Regions from separate parts of the Mus musculus genome. Here region 2 is linked to region 1. The links are chromatin contacts, called in public promoter capture Hi-C maps. All regions are on one chromosome and are shown on one strand. The core of a region is the stretch at or near the end of the contact, and the rest is flanking DNA. Distances in the headings are between cores, read along the strand shown.

Region 1 (4,919 bases), core at 2,188-4,687:
CGTGGGGGTGGGGGGTGGGGGTCTGTCTGTCTGTATCTGACAGTGGAGGTCAGAGAACAGCCCTCAGTCAGGAGCCCCATTTTCTCCTTCCCCGATCGTGCGGATTCTAGGAAATCGACTCAAGTTTTACAGTTTGGTGGCAAGCACCTTAACCTGCTGAGCCATTTCACTCGTCTTTGTCATTAATTTCGATGAACACAATCACACGTAAAGCACAGGAATAGAAATGGGCCCCTGCGGGACCCACCCCCAGCACCCAAGTAGTTCCTGAAGGGCCTTTGACTGCTCACCTTCTGGTGCCAGATAGTGCTGTAAAGATGGCGCACTCTCATTCTTTCCTCATACTGAGCTCTAGGCTTTGTTTTTAAAGTTTCCTTTCATGGAATACTTTCTTCTCAGGCACTTTGTGTCTTAATTATAGTGCCCTCCCCTTTAAGGGGAAAAACCTGTTTATATTCAGTGGGATTCAAAACACACTTCTCGTTTTAGTGCAGATTTATCATCACCCTTCAGGCTGTTCTTTAATATAGAGCTCTTTAGAAAGAATATCTTAAGCTGCTTCCCAGATGTTTTAACTTCAGCAAACTTGTGGTTTTCTTTATTGGCATCTTTGTTTGTAGTATTTGGAAGATGAAAGAAAATATCGTCTGAGCATCTAAACATGTTTCACATTGGGTCTTGAGTGTCTTTTGCTGCCAGGGCATGACTGGGATAATTCTTACACTGATAAATTTTCATAATCTTTGCTTTTAAAAGGTAATTCAGAGCTGTAATTCTGTTAACAGTAATGTAAAAACGGTGTCTTTTCTATGTGGGTTTTGAGTTTACATTGCTATGCTATTCATGTCTGTTAACATTTACTTAATTGCTTAATAGCTTTGACTCTCCATGATTCATACCGTAAGGATTGAGAATGCTTCGCATCCAGTACCTTTTCAAACAACCAGAAGTTCAAACTTAAAATATTAAAGATGACAATTGGTCCTTTTCAGATTTTTCTCTGATTGAAAATTCTCAGTGAAATCACCAACTGGGTTTCTCCTCCACAATTATGAAGGTAGTTGATAAAATCTGTTGCATGTTTAACATGTTCAAGGTAATGAAAGGGAAGAATGAAGTCGAGTGTCTGAACACACGGTGCTGGACTGGACATTGCTCGCTGAGGGGAAGGATGCTGAAGAGCTTGATTTGATCTGTGTCACTTCAAAGCATTTGACTTGTCGCCACAGGGGCTGACGTGGTCCTCTCCTGCTCCCGTCTCCCTCTGTCTTTCTCTTGGTGCTGGACCGCATAGTCTTCAATAGTGTTTTCTACTCCCAACTTACTCTCTTCACCTATTCAGAGAACATAATTTTAGTAATTTTATTAGAATCTCATTAGGTTTCTTAAAATACTCTGCGTGCATTTCTTTCAGTTCCTTTCTTTTCTTTTTTTTTTTTTTTTCTTTTTTTCTTTTTGGTTTTTCGAGACAGGGTTTCTCTGTGTAGCCCCGGCTGTCCTGGAACTCACTTTGTAGACCAGGCTGGCCTCGAACTCAGAAATCTGCCTGCCTCTGCCTCCCGAGTGCTGGTCCAGTTCCTTTCTAATTTCCTTTTGTCATAACTTGCGATTGTGGGTTAGCTGCCCTTTGTATAGTCTTCCACCTCTAGCTTCTATCAGATGTCTTCTCTTCTCTACGCTGCTAATGTGGAGCAGGAAGGCAAACTGAACACAGTAATAAAATCCAGGACAAAGCCTGGGTCACACTGATGTTCAGTTATAGTTCAGTCTACCTCTTTTCCTCCGGCCTTAAACTTCTGGAGCTTTCAAATGAGTTCAGTAACTTTTTGCCTCACTAACAGTGAAATAGTCTACCGCCAAATTGTTCTAAGAGATTCAGTGGAACAATTTATCCTTCTGCCCCCACCCCCCAGGAATTGGGCATATCTCAAAATGCAAGCCTAACTTTTTGTTGTAGTCCTCGCTTTCGTCTTGTATGATTGTTATTGCTCACCCGTTGCCTGCCATCCCATCCTTGACCTCTACTAAGTCTCAGATGTATTTTCATTGTCTAGATGTAACCCATGTTGATATATGTTGTCCCCTTCCCCCAGAGAGAAATGGTGACCTAGTTTAATCTTTGATTTATTGAGATGGTCAAATCTTCAACCCTGCCCCCTTCCACCAACCTCATAGAGAAAAGGGAGAACAGTATTGCAGGAGGCGCAGACTGAAGGGTCCACAGTCACTTATGGTTCGGGCGTCCTCTCTGGCTGCTTTCCTCTTCTTGCCCATTGTGGTTTGCATCCCCTTTCCTTGCTTGTTTGCATGCTTGCTTGCTTGCTTGCTTGTTTGTTTGCTTGTTTTGTTTTTTTGTGAGGTACCACCCAAGACAACCATTTGTTTTTGAGGTTAATTTTTTTAGCCTCCTTAGCTTGCCATTCATTTTCGGAATTCAAGAGATGTGTTGCTGGACACGGCTATGTGAGGTTTGGTAAATGTCAGGTCACTTCTTTCCAGCTTCCAGTTACCAGCTACTGATGAGTGCAGGTGTGAAAGAGCGCTGCCTGTTCCTGCAGTCGTACTAACTTCTGTAGAGCTATACTAATACCTCTTTGGTGCTATTATTTATATGACTTCATATTTATGTGGCTTCTCTAGTTGTTGTCAGCAGGAATGTTGGCTGTGACACATTATTAGTTACTTGGAATCGGAAGTTCAGTATGATGTGTTTTGATGGGGATTTAGATGTCTGCCTGAGTGTTTCTGATGAGTGATTTGTTTTTAGAGTTTGACAGAGAAACAGGATTAGCTCCTCAACCGTTTTCCATATCCAGTGCATGTATTTCTAGAACTCGTCTCTGATCGGAGAAACCCTGGCCCACTTAAATCACAGGCTTTGATAAAGACAAGAGGAGAAAGGAAACCAATAAAGCAAGCCAAGAAGAGCGTGTAATTTGTGTTTTGGGGGTGCCCATGGATAGGATGTCGTGTGTGCTTACCCGGAGTCGCCACATGTCATTCTGAGGATCACTTTCCTACAGTCTTTTCCTTTTACTTGCATGGCTTAAAAAGTAAATGTCAAACAATTTATTGTTTAACGAAAATTGTAAATGTGTTTAGTGGAATTTAGTTATATGTTTTTATGATAGGTTCAAACCTAATGCACGTGTCATTTATGTAAATTTAGGAGTAATCATTTTAATCATCTATACTTAGTACTTTTCCACAGTATATTTGATTATCTAACATGCTAAAAATCCCTCCATCTCCAGAGTTATAAATGGGAGTAATTAAACCTTAAAAAACTTTACACTTGAGTAGAGTAACGGCTTATCTAAGCAGCACGTGCTTAAAACCAACTTTTTATCAAAGAAAATAACATGAGAAGGTAGAGAAATGCCTCTAATTACAGTCCGCATGAACTAACAGCCTAACTTTAACTTTGAACGACTGTTACTTTTTCCATCTTTTTCAAATATCCTTAAATATAAGCACATGTGGGAATGCTCTTTGGCTTTTATCAGACTGACATTGCAGTGATTTTTTTTTTTTTAACCTCACTTGAACATTTGTGGTAAAAGATTTCAAAGCTTTGAATCTTAAAATTTGCTTATGGATTCCCTCCCCCGTGTTATTCTATTAACATTTGGTCTTAATAAGTATAACCTGTTCGGAATTACTGCTGTTTTACATTTATTATTTGTTTAGATGAGAAAGAGGAAAGAAAATTGAAAATTCTGCTTGGCAGTTAAGAGTGCTTTCTCATGGAAACTAATGTCTTTGAGTTCCCCGTGAAGATTTTAATTGTCTTACCCCTCCTCAGAGGCTTAAACTTCCTGAATTGTTTTCAAATTACTGATATCTGCTCCTATACTGAGATAGTTTATACAACGTGAGGTCGTCTCTCTTCAGACGGATGTTGAGTGTGCCCACATCTCCCTTCTTTGCACACCAGAACTTTTCTTCCCTGCTTCCGTATAGTACAGCGACTTTAGTTTCATTGACAATGGAAAGCACTTGCCCTCAGATGGAAGTAAACTTGTATGGCCTGGCTCTCTGTGCTTTCCTGTTCATAATTCTTATTTCCCCATAGAGAATAATTGGAGATGTATTATAGGTTATAATCATGGTATCCTTCATTTTAAGTAGAAGTTGCTTCATGTCACACCAGTAAGAAATTTACTAATTAAGAATCAACTAAAGCCAGGCATTGTGGCCCATGCCTTTAATCCTAGCATTCATGAGGCAGAGGCAGGTGGATCTCTGTGAGTTACAGGCCAACTGGAACTATATAGATGGCTTCTGTCTCAAAAAACACAAAACAACCAAACAAAAATTTAAAAAAAAATTTTTTTTTTACTGAATTTAAATTAAAATTTACTGGAAAACTCCAAAATGTTAGTTTCCTTGAGCCAGTATACTAGAGTGACGATTTTCTCTGCAGCTTTCTTCTGTTTTGTGACTCCAGTCCGTAGAAACCCCATCTCATTTGCTGTTTTAATGGATAACTTGACATTCAGTTGAATACAGTAGGGCATGGAAGCTGCATAGTGCTTATAAGGCCTGCTCGAGAACGATCTCATTCTAGTATTCTTAACTGCTTTTTAATGTAAACATTGGGAGTGTTTTAGAGACTAATAATGAAGGTAATAAAAGATGTCTGTCAAAAATTGACATGCTCACCTGTTAAATGAGTTACTCTGCTCCTGGCCCCAGAGTCATGGGGGCCGGGGGGGGGCAGCATGAGGCAGGTCCCCTTTCCAGTGCACCATCACTGATCCATCCTGCATAGGAACTTGTCAAGTATGGGAAATGACGTTTTGCCCTGGGCCTCAGAGCCAGGCTTGGCTTCTTACTGGTGCATTTCTCCTTCTCCCTGTCAGTGTACTGGGTTGGAGTGGACATATTCCTTCAAACCAAAGTATTCCAGTGATCTC
Region 2 (5,038 bases), core at 1,549-4,048, 550 kb after region 1:
GGAAAAGAAAGAAAGATGCCGGCAGGTTACCAAGTAGGGTACAACGGGGACTTGGTTCAGCAAGCAGAGAGGATGCCATGTTCCTGGTCAGAGCATGAGCTCATGTGGCTAAGCCTGAGCATCTTATTTTGTTTTGTTTTTTTTTAAACATATGTGTGCACGTGGGCACACATGTGTTCAGGTACATGTACACGTGCATCAGTGTGGCAGCCCAAAATCACACTGGCCATCTCTGATCACTTTCTATTTATTTTCTGAGTCAGGGTCTCTTGCCAAGCCAGAGCTCATGAATTGCAGCTAGTCTAGCCAGCCAGCCTGCTCTCAGGATCCCCTGTCTCTGCCTCCCTAGTGCTGGGATTACAGGCAGCTGGGATTTGAACCCTGGTCTTCATGTTGTGCAGCGAGAACTTTATCCACTGAGTCATCTCCTCAAACCTGCCTTTCCATTCTCTGTGCTCCTCTCCTGGTATTGTAAAAAGTTTGCCACGTGCTCTCGGGCCTGGGAGTCTTATGCACCTAGTACCTGGCATCCTCACATGTAAATGGGGACAATGTATCAGGACGGGGATTTAAATGAGGTCATCTTAGCTCCTACCATATCAACGTGAAGAACATTCCACAGAGCAGGGACTTGGGTGAAGAAGGGAGGTGAGTGGTGTTCTAAGCCAAGGAGAGACAGAGTAGGGAGGTGTGGCCTGGGCAGAAGTTGATATGGGGCAGTTACAGAAGAAGATACAGGCACCGACAGGTCTCCGCATCTGCCTGTGGGTGGCAGGATTCATCGGTTCCTACGTGAAGTGCAAGTGAGGTTTTCTGAGACAGTTTATTTTTGCCAGACTTACCAGGCTTCCAGAAGCCCTCACCAGCTCTTTACTGTGGACACGGAAGGCACGGGACCATCAAGAGTCACTCGAACAGAAATTAAACATCATCTGCTCTGGAGTCAAGTAGGAGACAAATGTGGTAGCATCCCCTAGCCTAGCTCCTGCTCTTTCCAGGCCCACACATCCCTGGGTGTGGCCCACACATCCCTGGGTAGGGCTCAGAACAGAACAGCCAAGTGAGAGGCCCCAGCTGCTGCCTAAGCCTTCAGGGTACCAGGCCCCAAAGTTGTTACCGTCAGGCTCTGAGGCACACTGGGTTCCAGTCTCCACCACTGCCTAAGCCCTGTGACCTAATTCACCTATGCCTCAGTTTCCCCATCTGAAAAGGGGGAAGGAAGTGTATTAATCCTTAAAAGGAAAGCTCACGAAACTGTTCTGGGAGGCAGGTATGGTGGTATCTGCCTATAATCCCAGCACTAGGGAGGCTGAGGCAAGATGACTGTCATGGGTTTGAGGCTAGCCTGGACTACATAGTGAGTTCCAGGTCAGCTTGGGCTACAGCGTGAGAGACACTGTCTCAAAAACCTCAAATCAAAAACAGACAACAACAACAGTAGGGTACTGGGCACAAGGAAACACTTGCAAAAGTCCTGTGGCTGCTGAAAGGAGCCCCGTCCTGTCCCCAAGTGCAAGCTGCTAAGTCTCGTAGTTTAGGAAGAAAGCAAACAAATCGAAGCCCAAAGTCCAGCCTTGGGCCTTAGCACAGCCCTCTGCTCTTTATCATGGGATAGAAAGTAGTCAGGCACACGAAGTCTACCTTCACACGGACCCCAGTGCTATCTCCAGTCCAGCTGTTACCCCAGGCCTGAAACACCCTCAGCCAAGACATCTGGCCCACTGATGGTGAGAGACCATTGCCTCTCCTCTGTTCCTTAGCAGACCTGCCTTAGCTCCTGAGGTAGCTTCCGTGCTGCCTGGCCTTCCCTAATTCTCCTCTGACCTCCTACCTTCTCCATGCCCAGAGTACTCCCTCAGAAGCCCCTCCAGTCCTGCTGCCACTAAATGTCAGAGTCTTCCAAATTGTCCATAGGACCCATACAGTGAGAACAAGGAGGGGCCACCGGGGAAATAGCAAAGCAGCACAAAGAATGTGACACGTGAGGGTCCCCCAGGGGCTGGTGGCCTCTTCACACTCGACCCTCATGTCCCCTTCTCAGGGTACTTTCAGCTTCTGAACTGTCAGTGCCTTGTAGTCCCAACAGCTATTGAATTCCAAGCCTACCAGTGACTACTGGGGCCACGGGACAAGAGCACTGGATCTAATGGGAGAGCCTGGTCTGAGGTACGGGTTATCCTCTCCCTTCCTACCTCATATGGTGCTGTCATAGGCGAATAGCTCCATCTCTCCATCACCCAGCCTCCTCATCTCCACTGGGGTGCTTCCATCCCCAGCCCATGTTCCCCTCAGGATTGGAAAATTCTTTAAAGAGTATCTTACTTTGAATGAGGCTTAAGATTGCCAGGACACTGGAGCCTTGAGTAGCGTTTGTAATTTGTGCTGCCCTACACATGATCCGAGGGAATCTGATGCCTCTATTTCCCCTGCTCCATGATATGAATACCATACAGAGCATCCAAAGGCTCAGACGGGACCCAAGAGCTTTAACCCATTAGGTTATCCCTTAGAAATCATCACAGGAACTCATAATTTAGAGACAAGAAACGAGAAAGCAATTCAGTGTTGCCTCTATTGAATGCTGGGATAGCAAGGAGCCTTTCGTACTAAAAGGATGTTCTCTACAGCTTCAGAAACTGTGGAAGTAAGATTTCCAATCCCCACAGCCATTTTCTTAAAGAACGCTTGGCTACACCCCGTAGGCAATAGTCTTCCCATTCAAGGGCCTTACCTGTGTGCCCCAAGTGCCTGGCTGGGCTAAGAGGTACCAGTCCGAAGGGTGTGTGGCAGCCTTACACTAACCCTCCAGAGCAGCTCAGAGGGCCTATTTTTAGGGTCAGATCTGCTGACACTGACCTTGCATGCTGTCCAGTGTGAGAGGAGACCCGTGGCATTTGTTTGCAAAATGATTCCCCAGTGTGACCTGAAACCCTTGACTCAAGCAGTCCTGTACCTGGAGGCCACATGTTTGTCTCTGGCTCAGCCACAGATACAGGACATGTGGCCGCCAGGATGGCGACAGATGGGTAATTCCCCAGCTTTGTTTTCTTACACTGGATGAAGCGAGGTGTCTGCAGGCCCTCTAAGGGCTCTGTCTCAGAATGATGACCGGGCTGGGGGCCGGGGATGGGAGGGTTGCCTGCTGACACAGAGCCATAGGAGGCCTCAGGGTTCACAGCATGAAGATCTCTGCCCTCTACCGCAGCTCTCTCTGAGAGTTTGGAGAGCTATCTCTTGGGGATGGATGGAATGGACATCGCATCACGAAGAATGATCGATGAATCCCTGAGAAAGAGTCCCTGTGGGCAAACACTGTGCAGGTAGCACTTCCTGCAAAACAACCCCCAAGTCCCCAGCTTTTCTGGAGTTCAGTGAGGACAGTGCTCACAATTCTACCCTCTTATGTAATTATGAGCCTGTGCACCACACACACACACACACACACACACACACACACACACACACACACAGAGAGAGAGAGAGAGAGAGAGAGAGAGTTGTTTAAGATAGCCAGATACTATGTAGATGGATTGACGATAGACCAATGAGAGAAACATTTCTTAGCATCTAAGACGAAAGATGTAGTAAAGTCAAATGGAGCCAAGAGAAGAATTTGAGGACTGTTATGATTTGAGTATGAAATGTTTTTCATAGGCTGGTGGAACTGTTTTGAGAAATTGTGGAATCTTTAAGAGGTAGGGCCGAGGCTGGAGAAAGTGAGAGTCACTGGGCAAGGAGGGGTAGGGTGTGGTGATGGTCTGACGGGTATGCCATATCTAACTCAGATGGAGCACTCTGTTTCCCATCTATCATGAGCTGCCAGCAAACCATCCCGTCCCCACCTTGGTAGACCATATCCCCCCAACTGTGAGCAAAAGCAAACCGTTTAAGGTGTCAGGATGAGAAAAGCATCGGATATAGAGGGACTGTTGATTATCACCTCCGTGAGCAAGACCCTAAGCGGTGAACTAGACAAATGGCGGGCTTCTCCACTCTCTCAGTCCTTCATACATTATATTTTGCTAGACATAGTGGCTCACATCTTTAATCCCAGCACTCAAGAGGCAGAGGCAGGAGAATCTCTCTGGGTAGAACAACAGGATAGGGGAGCATCCTAACCTTTTCCATCAAGGGCCCTAGGAATCCGTGGGGAGACTGTGTTAGAGAAGAATGGTAGCATTTTTAGGGACACCTGGTCTGTCTTCTAGAAGTCAAAAAAAAAAAAGGCTAGTCTGCGATGCATAGACCATTCTCTGCATAACTCTGATACAGGACTAACACCATGCAGGGGGAGGACGCCCCTGTACCTCCTCGTGTGGGTGAAACAAACTCCACGTTGTCTAGCTGGGCACAGGTCAGGCAACCCATCAGCCTGACCTAGAAGGATCCAGCCAGTCCCAACCCTTGGAAGGTTCCCCCAGGGTATGGAGATGTACCCGCAGCTTGCTTCTGCAAGCACTGTTGTGTTCATGTAGCTTCTCGAGGAGTTGTAATGCTGTGAACTTGTAATACTGTGGTCGTCTTTGACATGGGTACAAACACTTCATCCCCAACCCATGTGGTTTTCATTAGCAAACCCTTTCTCCCCCGGGTCCTCCCCCTAACCACCCCCCCTTTTCTTTTTGGTTGTGAGCCTAGCCTTTAATGGCTGAGCCATCTCTCCAGCCCCCTACCCCCCATTTTAACCAGTTTTCTTTCTCCGAATGCGGAGACTGGTTGACACTGCCCTCTCCCACTTTCTCTCAATTTGGCTCAAATCAAAGCGTGAGGGGCAGAATTGTCTAATGATTCTAATGATATCCACTTCCTAATCCCTGAGGCCTGGGAGTAGTGCATTGTAACATGGCAAACAATGAATTAAGGGCCCAGGGATCAAGACCATTCATATCTGGCCTTAAAGTAGGGTGGTCGACCTCATCTTCCGAGTGGACCCACCATCTCCACAAACTTCTTAAAGTGGGGGAGGGAGGAAGAGGAGGAAGAGAGTATGAGATGATGTGAAAGGGTAGAACTAACCACTTACTGCTGGCTTTGAAGA

What was found. Promoter capture Hi-C pulls out the DNA fragments that hold promoters and counts their contacts.
Region 2: a contact with region 1 is called in a promoter capture Hi-C map of second pharyngeal arch cranial neural crest. The contact joins the promoter of Dupd1 here to the enhancer-like site in region 1. A contact is called at or near these places in 9 of 39 promoter capture datasets (the C10 cell line, cranial neural crest, frontonasal cranial neural crest and 5 more), 1 of 484 Hi-C or Micro-C datasets (bone marrow-derived macrophages), 1 of 115 datasets of contacts at active chromatin or transcription factors (embryonic basal ganglia) and 1 of 9 other capture datasets (adipose tissue).

The regions. Positions count from the first base shown.
Region 1 is chr14:21,158,409-21,163,327 of GRCm38.p6, forward strand. The region is part of intron 3 of Adk (adenosine kinase); the gene reads left to right. Among named protein-coding and RNA genes, the nearest start is that of Adk, 110 kb to the left of the region's middle. Within about 2 kb of position 3,438, at least 4 of the 459 cell types and tissues checked have an H3K27ac peak or open chromatin away from gene starts, as enhancers often do.
Region 2 is chr14:21,711,778-21,716,815 of GRCm38.p6, forward strand. It overlaps Dupd1 (dual specificity phosphatase and pro isomerase domain containing 1), which reads right to left and starts at 2,799. Exons shown (of 4, transcript NM_001013826.2): 1 at 2,732-2,799.